Linked DNA regions of Danio rerio: region 2 is linked to region 1. A link is a contact called in public HiChIP or PLAC-seq data. All regions are on one chromosome and are shown on one strand. The core of a region is the stretch at or near the end of the contact, and the rest is flanking DNA. Distances in the headings are between cores, read along the strand shown. Region 1 holds the start of ttl (tubulin tyrosine ligase). Region 2 holds the start of spmip7 (sperm microtubule inner protein 7).

The links. HiChIP or PLAC-seq counts read pairs in DNA pulled down with a chosen protein or histone mark.
Region 2: a contact with region 1 is called in an H3K4me3 HiChIP or PLAC-seq map of embryo, with 2.4 times the contacts expected there. The contact joins the promoter of spmip7 here to the promoter of ttl in region 1. A contact is called at or near these places in 1 of 18 Hi-C or Micro-C datasets (hematopoietic stem cells) and 1 of 4 datasets of contacts at active chromatin or transcription factors (embryo).

Annotation. Positions count from the first base shown.
Region 1 is chr13:17,905,827-17,910,978 of GRCz12tu, reverse strand. ttl (tubulin tyrosine ligase) reads left to right here and starts at 1,492. Exons shown (of 5, transcript NM_001076625.1): 1 at 1,492-2,114; 2 at 3,190-3,268; 3 at 5,064-5,152. The coding sequence starts at 1,946.
Region 2 is chr13:18,046,106-18,050,892 of GRCz12tu, reverse strand. spmip7 (sperm microtubule inner protein 7) reads left to right here and starts at 2,232. Exons shown (of 8, transcript XR_012388728.1): 1 at 2,232-3,804; 2 at 3,931-3,989.

The DNA.
Region 1 (5,152 bases), core at 243-2,742:
AATAAAACAATGTACATTGAGAGAATTTACAGCGATGTATATGGCATTTTGCAAGAATTAAAATTAGATTAATAATAAAATATTCCTTACTTTTATCATCAGTGGTATTGACCCAACAGGATACCCTTAAAAGAAAACAAGAATCCCGGTAGTACATTGCGATGAATAACCAAAGAAATTTAATCCAAAAGCATTGTATTTAAGGGCAATGCAAAAAAATTGATCAACAGTTTCACTGGGAATATTTCAGATATTAAAGACTTGAATCTTTTCAAGAATGTCTTAGCTAGGTAAAATCTGTGTAACAGTTTTGATGAAATTTCTCAAATTTTGTTAGTTATTATATATTTTACAGACAAATACCAAACTTTTTCCCATTGAATCTGGTCATATATTTGCATCAAAAAAAAAAAAAAAAAACGTCACATTGTTACAATTTTTTTTTGAAAGACAGACCTGATTTTGTAATTACGTGAGGAAAGTTGTGATAAAAGCATTTTTTCCCACTGAGGTTTCCAAGGGGTGCAATGGCACAGTCAAAACACTGGAAGCTCCACCATAACCTCTAAAAAGCATTAAAACACTTTTAAGAATTGCATCCTCTACAATGGAAAATTATTTTGGAGTTACTGGGAAAACAAACTTGCATAAAAACTCTTTATAATTTAAGAGAAGACCTTCTTAATTAAATAACTCTTAATAAAGAGTTCTTCTTAATAAAATCAGTAGAAAAGAGAGACCTTCCAGTTTTGAAAAAAGTAATTGTGGAGAAAATTTCAAGTTGAGTTTGGTTTAATTATAAATTGCCTAAGCCAGTTAACTGTGAAAGAAAAGTTTAATAATGAAAAATGAAGAAAATGTAACCCTCTATTGGCCTATTAATACTTGTTCATAACTACAGATTTCTTTTCATAATGGATTTTATTCTTCCAGTCAAAATTAATCATAGCCTATTTTTATCCATACTTTTACAAACTTTATTATCTGCATATAAAGAAAGTGCAGGTAAAGTAAGCCAAGCTATACCCTCCGCTTTAATAAGCAACCTGTCTCTTAAAGAAGTCTCTCTACAGCCATAGCTGAAATATTCTCTGTGTCTTAATAATATCAGGATCAAAGTTTAGAAAATATTTCCTTCCTTGGTTTTTAGTAATCACAATGCCTAACATACTTCAGACTAACTGGGATATTGCATACAGTGGGAGCCGCACACTCTTTAATTGACGTTCACATTTGGTGAAGTTTAACTTAAGAGAAAAAACTAATTCTAAAACTATGGGCATTTAGAAAGCATTTTTTAATAAGCATTAAAAGATCAAACATATACCTTGTATAAATACTACAACCTTTCTGTTAAATAGCAACACAGCAGACACTACATTACCCATAAGTCTTTGGGCGTGCGGCGTGCGTGTGCTACGTTAAAACTCCCAGCGGTACGTCACATCATGAGCGTGCTGGGATAAAGAGGCTTCAACTGGGATTTAAATTGATGTCCTGTCTGGACGAACGCACAAGAGGCTAGGGTTAAACTATATAGTTATATAGTCAACCACTATTCTTACGCTCTGCACAGAGCTGGCTTGTTCCCGGACTGTGTTTTATAACATCTGCAGTTCAGAGATATTCACTAGCGGAGAGAACGCTAGCGTAGACTGTTAGCCGCGAGAATTTACTAGACAAAATCCTTCAAGAGTCACACCCTAAATTTCAGTTTCCTCGCATCGGCCACGCGATCGACTGCGGGTTCAGATGGTCCACCCTGTCTGGACGACAGTCGTACTATGTACATACTGTACTTGTTAGAGCAATACAACTAAGAAGCGTCAGGGGAATCATGTATGTCCACTTTCAGTCTACTTTGTTGGGAGACAGATAACGTTAGTCTGCTAGCTGTGTGTGTTCTTCATCATTACGCTGCGCTCTTGTCTGAAGACTGGGAATCATGAATTCACCAATATACACGTTTGTTTTGAGAGATGACACCAGTACTGTGTATGCTGAGGTCGCCAAGATTCTTACTTCAACTGGAAAATGGAAACGACTCAAGAAAGACAACCCTCGCTTTAATTTAATGCTGGGAGAGAGAAATCGGCTGCCTTTTGGACGGCTGGGTAAATCATTTCAACAAATGCATTGCTAAATCAAAATTTAACACTGATGTAATTGATTTAAATGTTGTTATTGTAGTGTATAATGAAAGTTAGTAGTCTCAGCAGGTTCTTGCAATGTATCTAAGCTATGATAGTTTTCATTAGACCATGCTATTTAAAAACAAAAAAAAACATAAAAGGTACAAAGTGTTTAATTTATGATTATACTCAATGAAGCAATGGTGTGCTGTGTGTCCTGCAGCAATAACCTGATAACAAAGTTTCAACTCTTTAATGCATCTATGTGGATTTTAAACTTTTAAAGTATGATAATCTTAAACCAGTTTTTGAATAATTTAGTCTCTTTATGTAATGAGATGTCTATTTGATGTTTACTACACAGAAACTATTTAATTTAAAATCAATATTTAATTTGGAACAATTCACATTTTTGTAATTTTCATATGCTAATAATTAGTGCTGCGATATTCTGTCATTACTTCAGTTTTCAGTGTCACATGATATTGTGATCACTCAGAAATCATATACTCGTTTTGTGCTGAAGGAACATTTCTTTCTATTTTTCATTTAGAAAACATTTTACTACCTGAGTGTTAAAATTATAAAAAATCTTTTATCAATAATAAAAAAATATGTCAGAAAATATTACGCAGCAGAAATGGTTTCAGCATTGATTGCAGTAAGAATTATTAATATTATTAAAACTTATTCAAAGTCAGTCTACAATTTATTATTAATGTAAATAATATTTCAATTAACAATTTAGCATCAATTTCGAAAGGATCATGTGACAACAAGATAGGTGGTAAAAATTAGTTTGCAATCACTGGATAAAACAATACTTTTTATTATATTCAAATATAAAATGTCACTTAAATATTTAATCATACTATTTTATTTGATCTTTTTTATCAAATAAATGCAGCACTTGTTAGCTTACAAGACTTTCAGAAATAAAAATATTTCATATAGAAGCTGTTTTTGAATGTCAAAAGTACTTTTTGCTGCAGGGCTGTGTTGTCATCACTCAATATTTCGATATTTAAGATTAGATGCCCTTCTGTGTCCTTTACAGGTCATGAACCAGGACTCATGCAGCTGGTGAATTATTATAGAGGAGCCGATAAACTGTGTCGCAAAGCATCACTGGTCAAGTATGTGGTTTACTTGAACAAAGTTACTTTGAATAACTTTTTTTGTTCAGTGGTACACTATTCAGTAATGCAATATTATGACAACGAACACGCATGGCATTGTTATCGTGGCCACTTCAACACAGTGTGTTAAACTTGTTTATAAGAATATTCAGATTGTGAATTTTTTTGTGTTCATTATCAGCAAGTGTTTGACTAGGAGTGAAATGTTTATTTTTAAACATTTTCAATGTTTTTTTATACACATAAATTTTAACAATTTACTATACGACTCAAAAGTGGTTAACTAATGTTAACAAAAGTAAGCATTTAATAATGTTAGGTGATGTTAACAAATATCATAACTTTTTATTTTATGGTGTTAATAACTAATAGATTTCAGCTATTTATTTTTGTAACAATTGTAGCTATTTTTCACTATTGACATTAGTTAATGGATTTACTAATGACATAAATTGTTACATATTATACTTTACAATCCCTTTGCAATTTAATTAGCGAAATTTGTATTGTAATTTGTAAAATCAGCTGGCAGTGTGTTGTTTTGTTCCTTTGTGTCGGGTTTCTTTGTGGGTAATTTGTTTTTTTGAATGCTACCTTAATGTACAAGTAGCTAAAACTTGTTCATTCAGAGGCAGGAGCCAGCGGTCATGCAACAACTTTAATCATAAGGGCAACATAAAGCAATAGTTTCCAACTGGAGCTCTTCCACAGGACTCACTTTTAAAAACTCGTACCAACAGGCTTGCTGCTCTCCTGCCACTCTTGGCCCCGCCCACACTAGTCAATGCTACCAAACTGTCCAGTCATGTGCTGCGTCCCAATTCAGATACTAATACTTCACCCTAAAAGTATGTACTTTTTTGTTTAGAAAAAGTAAATACATTTGAGTATGTAACAGAAGAGTATGCAAGTTTTGGACATACTACTTCATTAACAGATTGTTACGTTGCTTGGGTATGTCGCCTGTCAATCATCTCGACACATCCACATTTCTTTTATATTTAATTACCGACCTTATTTGAGAAGCAGCAGCATAAAAATCTGCCATTTTCGAGTCTATCATGCAGAGAAATCTCCTCAGATCTTTGTCTAATTATCTATTTAGAAGTTAATGTCCAAACATATAATATGTGAGTTCACATTGTTTTTTGCAGAGGAAAAATAGGACAGAAAACTCCTCACAAACAATTAATCACCAAAGCCTCCGTACTTTATGGTTGGTCTGACGTATTCACCAAGTTTGTAGTATATTTACACTTTTTAATCGAGTTTGTAGTTCTAATTAAATTCATGTCCAATAAGCAGTGTATTGTGGGCAATATTAGGGGTTGGAGTACAGGCGGTTCTAGACTCAGAATTTTTACCGAAAATAGTAAGCCATCCAGGAACCTTTGGCATACTTCTTTCAGCATACTATAGTTTGGGACATACTAATTCTAGTTTCAAATACTATTTAGAATGGACAGTATGTGAATTGGGACAGAGCAACAGAATTTGCGCAAACGGCATCATGACGTGTAGTTACATTTTTTGAGAGGTCAGTCTCTGGTCTGCATATGTCGAAGAATTTATATGCACAATTTATGCACGCATACGCTTGGCACAGAAGTATAAATCAGACTTAAGTGGAGCATGAATAAATGACAGAATTTAATTTAATCTCTTTAATGTTTTGTTAAGTGAGGAATGTCTTCAAATTGTACTGGGGTTTCCTCATGTGGTTTATTTTCATCAATTTATAGTTTGTTAACCTTGGGAATAATATTTATCTTGTAATATTTTTGATGTTTAGGATTATCAAGACCAGTCCAGAGTTGAAGGACTCCTGTAACTGGTTTCCTGAGTCCTACATCATATACCCAACCAACCTCAACACCCCGG
Region 2 (4,787 bases), core at 983-3,482, 140 kb before region 1:
TAAAATAAATACTGTAGCATTGTTAAAGGGCACCTATTTTACCACTTTTTGATAATTTAAGATAAGATTTAAAGTAAAGTTTCAGCTCAAAATACAAATCAGAATATGTATACCTTTTAACATATGAGAATTTTGAGGTCTGAGGACGCTGAATCTCCCTCTATTGCTCTGATGGATGTTTCCTTTTCCTGCTTCGTCTCATGTTAGATAAACAGCACAGTGACAGACATGTAGGAAGCTGATCTCCCATTCATGGGAAATTCTACAGTAAGAATTTTTCCAATGATTTTTTGATGTACTTGTTGTGCTGTTTCTTTAAGCCTTTCTACAACGATGAGTCACACACAATGTCATTACAAAGCAGCTGCGCACACACACACATTTTATTTTGCACTGTTTTTGCAGGCAAATGTGACAGGATACACATTAATATACACTGCTATATAGACATCCATTATGTTAATGTACAAAATAAACCTAATTTAACATCCATAAACCAGGATTGAAGTGTCTTCTTTTATAATTGTACTGACGTGACTGTGGTGATTATTAAATAGCAATTTTACATAGTCTTTTCTTTATTGCAAACATGCACTTTTTTAAAAAGGTTTTAAACGTGCAAAACTTTTTCTTGATGTGCAGCTGATCTCAGAGAGTTCTTTTAATCCCAGTTAGCAAGTCCTGTCTTGTGAATATGGTTATACATGTTACTATGAAGACATGTTAATATGTGGCTGTCAATCAATTTGGTGGGCGGGAAAAACACCACTCCTTTATTAGATTTGGATACTATTTTAACATTAAGTAAAAATGTAAGGAAGTAAAGGAAGTAAAAAAAAGAGAGACTTATGGTGTTTATCATTCATTCATTCATTGTTTTTGGCTTAGTCCCTTTATTAATCAGTGGTCGCCACAGTGGAATGAACAGCCAACTTATCCAGCATATGTTTTACGCAGCGGATACCCTTACAGCCGCAACCCAACACCCATACACTACTGCATTCACACACATACATTACAGCTTTAAGTCCATTAAGTAATACATTATTATTTGCAACTTTGTTAATGAATGCTACAGCAAACTGTTACTTTCACTTATGAGATGAAACAATGGAGTATAAGTTACAAATGCAACTACTGAGGTCAAACAGGCAAGGGGTCAAAACTGGTGCAAACAACAATGTCAAGGATAATTCACAAAAAGTAATAAAAAAATCCAGGCAGAAGTCGAGGCAGGGAGCAAACAATCAAAAAAACAAGACACAGTCCAAGATCAAAAACACAACAGGGCAAAAACACAGGAACGTGGAAACACTCATTAATGCACATAACAGCAACACAAACAATGGTCAAATACACGACTTGACTAGACAGAGAAACAAGACTGGTGCCCACCCTTTTGGTGATTCAGGAGAATCTGGCACCTACTCCAGGGACTCAGGAAGGGAATTTGTAACCTTCTATTTGGGGAATTCAGGATGATCTAGCACCCGCCATTTGGATAGTTCATAAGGATTTAGCGGTTCTGGCAGTGGCGAAAGCTCTGGAATTGGTGGTGGCAACTCTGGGAGTAATAGCTCTGGTGGTGGTAGCAGCTTTGGCAATTCAGGTGATAGTGCCCATTCTGTTGGCTTCCCCTCCTTCCGCAAACCAGCACTGTTCTGGTAAACATCCATTCATTTTCTCGTTCACACACACACTTATACACTAAAGCAAATTTAGATCATTGATTCACCTATACCTTATGTCTTTGGGGGAAACCGCATCTTGAGGTAACCCATGCGAGTAAGGGGAGAACATGCAAACTCCACACAGAAATGCCAAATGGCCCAGCCTGGACTCGAACCAGTAAACTTCTTGCTGTGAAACAACAGTGCTAACTGTATTTCCTATATATTTTTTTCTTCTGGAAAAGGTCTACTTTTTTGTTTGGCTGGAATAAAGTCATTAAATAAAGATTTAAAGGCAATATTTTTAGCCACATTAACATTTTTCCCCTGATTTGCTACAGGACAAACCACTGTTGTCCAATGATTGCCTAATTACCTGAGCTTACCCAATTAATTCAATTAGCCTAGAAATACCTCAACAGATTAATTATAATTATCAAGTACTTTAAAATAATATAGTTCATATAGGTAAAAAAATTGCATTTTAATTTCAGTTTTTTTTTTTTTTTTTTGGAGTCCTAATCTCTAGCCTCACAGTGCTTTGGTCCACTGACTGCTTCCCCTTTACCACAGCTACACCACAAGCCTAGTGGGAGAGAACAGAATTTCATCGGTAGTTGTGGAACTCCAGTAATAGGCTGTCAAGGCAATTTAGTGACTTTATACCTAGTATGAACTGATTATTTTATTTTCAACTCTGGGAATAATGAGTCAACCTAAGATTTTTTTCACAAACGATTTTGAGTGTATTTTTTTCACAAGTTTGTATTATATTAGTAATTATAAAAATACCTATCTTGTTTAATCTCACAGCTCATTAGACAACTTGTAGGCTAAGTATAGGCTACCTACTCTAAAAATGTTGAGTTGTTTAAAAAAATACAAATCCAACATCTTGGTTTATCACTTCCATTTATAACCCAGTTAACCCAATGGTGTGGTCTGTATATTTTCTCAAACCAACCACCATTTTATCATTTGACCAGTGTTAAATAGACACACCATACACACACCATTTCACTTTACATGACCAATTTGTATTTCATCCTATAATAAAAGTGCAGCTTCAAAATCGCAACTGCACAGAAATATTAAGATATGAAACAACTACATTTAAGATCCCTTTAATCATTACAGGTTTTTATAAATTGTGTTTTATTGGCTTTAAGAACCACCATCATTTTGAAGGATGTTATCATTGCCCAAATGATTTGATCTAGGTCTCCACCTAGTGACCATCAAATTACATTACAGGCAGATCTCTTTGATATCTACTGTCTACAGTAGGCACATTCCAATCATTTCAAGGCGTACTACTTAAATAACCAATCACCATTTGTATAACTAATTCACATTTTGCAAACTCTAATTCAACTCAGTGCCTTTTAGCTTCACTGTGAGCCTTTTGAGACTCAGCGTGTCAATTTACAGACGTGTGGCAGTAATTTGACCTCCTGCTGACTGCAGTGACACAGGAGGCAATCTAATGACAAACTAATGACACAGTCTCCTGGCAACAGCGGACGCTGATGATTACACCTGTGGCTGCCATCTGCATAAAACCACATACCCAGCCACGTCTACAAGAGAGATGGGGTATTTATGAAAATATATTCTATTCATTTCTTAATTGTTTGCTTTTATGAATCATTAATGGGCGAGAAAGGAGAAACTTATCGTGTAAGACTTCTCAAGGCTCCTTGTGGGAATTCAAAAGAAGTGAGCAGGTGGCTGTGCAGACGCATGAATCTGCCCTGTGAGAAAGGTCCAGAGGGAAGGTATGACTTTGAAAGCATGGCGGAGACAGACAGACGTGCATTCTCCAAATTCAATCCTGCAGCCAAGCAACCAGCTGAAAATGCGGCTCTGGCCCCTCTGCGTGATGGTGTGTCTCTAATAGATCATTGCTCTGGTCAACTGAGTACAGGGGCACAGGTGCATCTGGAGGTAACCAGCAGAACTCCATTCGTCAATAGGGTTTATCCTACGTCTGATCTGTGGGTTCCGGCAGGTGCACGAGACAGGCCTCAAACTCCACCAACCCGACCTTCAGCTTTGATATATGACAATTCTGAACACAAGAGGTGGAACTCGAGGATGAGACCAGAGGCAGCACTGAAAGCAAAACTTGAAGGTATTGTAATCACAACCTTTTTTGTTCTACAGGTTAGGACTGACTGCAGCAGAGTGTTACAAAAAGCAATTTAAAATATCTGACTCTTACATATTTATCATCACATTCCATCTGCTCTTTCATCAGGTTGGACAAATGCACAGAGCATTAAACAACCCTCTCAGGACAGCCATGAAATAAATGCGGTCAGTCATAGCTATGCTCAATTATTCATCCCTGCTACTGTAGCAATACTCTTGTATGCTGTTTGTTCTGAAGCTTTATCACTTTTACAGTTCTGAACATTAACTATTTATGTGAAATGTGCCTTAAAGGAACGGTTTAATCAAACATTCTATCATCATTTACTTGCCCCATATTGATCCAAACCCATTATGACCTTTTGATGGAGACATTATGGAGAATTATATTTGAAAAAGTAAAAAACTTACAATTACAATCTTTTAAAATTACACAAAAATAACTGTGATTGGCTGGGCCATTCTAGCAGCTTTATTTTGTTTTCTGAAAAAAAAAAGTTTTCTCTGTGTTTTGGGATCATTGGCTTTATTCAAAAGTGCCACCTATACCCTCAAATAGTAAATGAATTTGAAGGGCTGTTCTGTGCTCCCAGTACACTATTTGAGGGAGCAGCCATTTTTAGAGATGTCCAAAATTATAGTGGACCTTATGTAGTGCACTGAATCAATTCCACATTGAACAGCAATAATGAGTCCACAACACATGTACACTCAACAGCTAGAGAATATTATGTACTGTGAGAGCTGAAATAATTTACCTGTCTGACCACACGATGGCATCTAACATCCAATACTATATTATTGGTGTAAGTTTTATATTAACATATATTTTTTGAGGGGCGGCACTTTCATCCCACAGCAAGAAGGACACTGATTTGAGTCCCGGCTGGATCAGTTGGCATTTCTGTGTGGAGTTTGCATGCTCTCCCCGTGTTCATGTGGGTTTCTTCTGGGGGTCTGGTT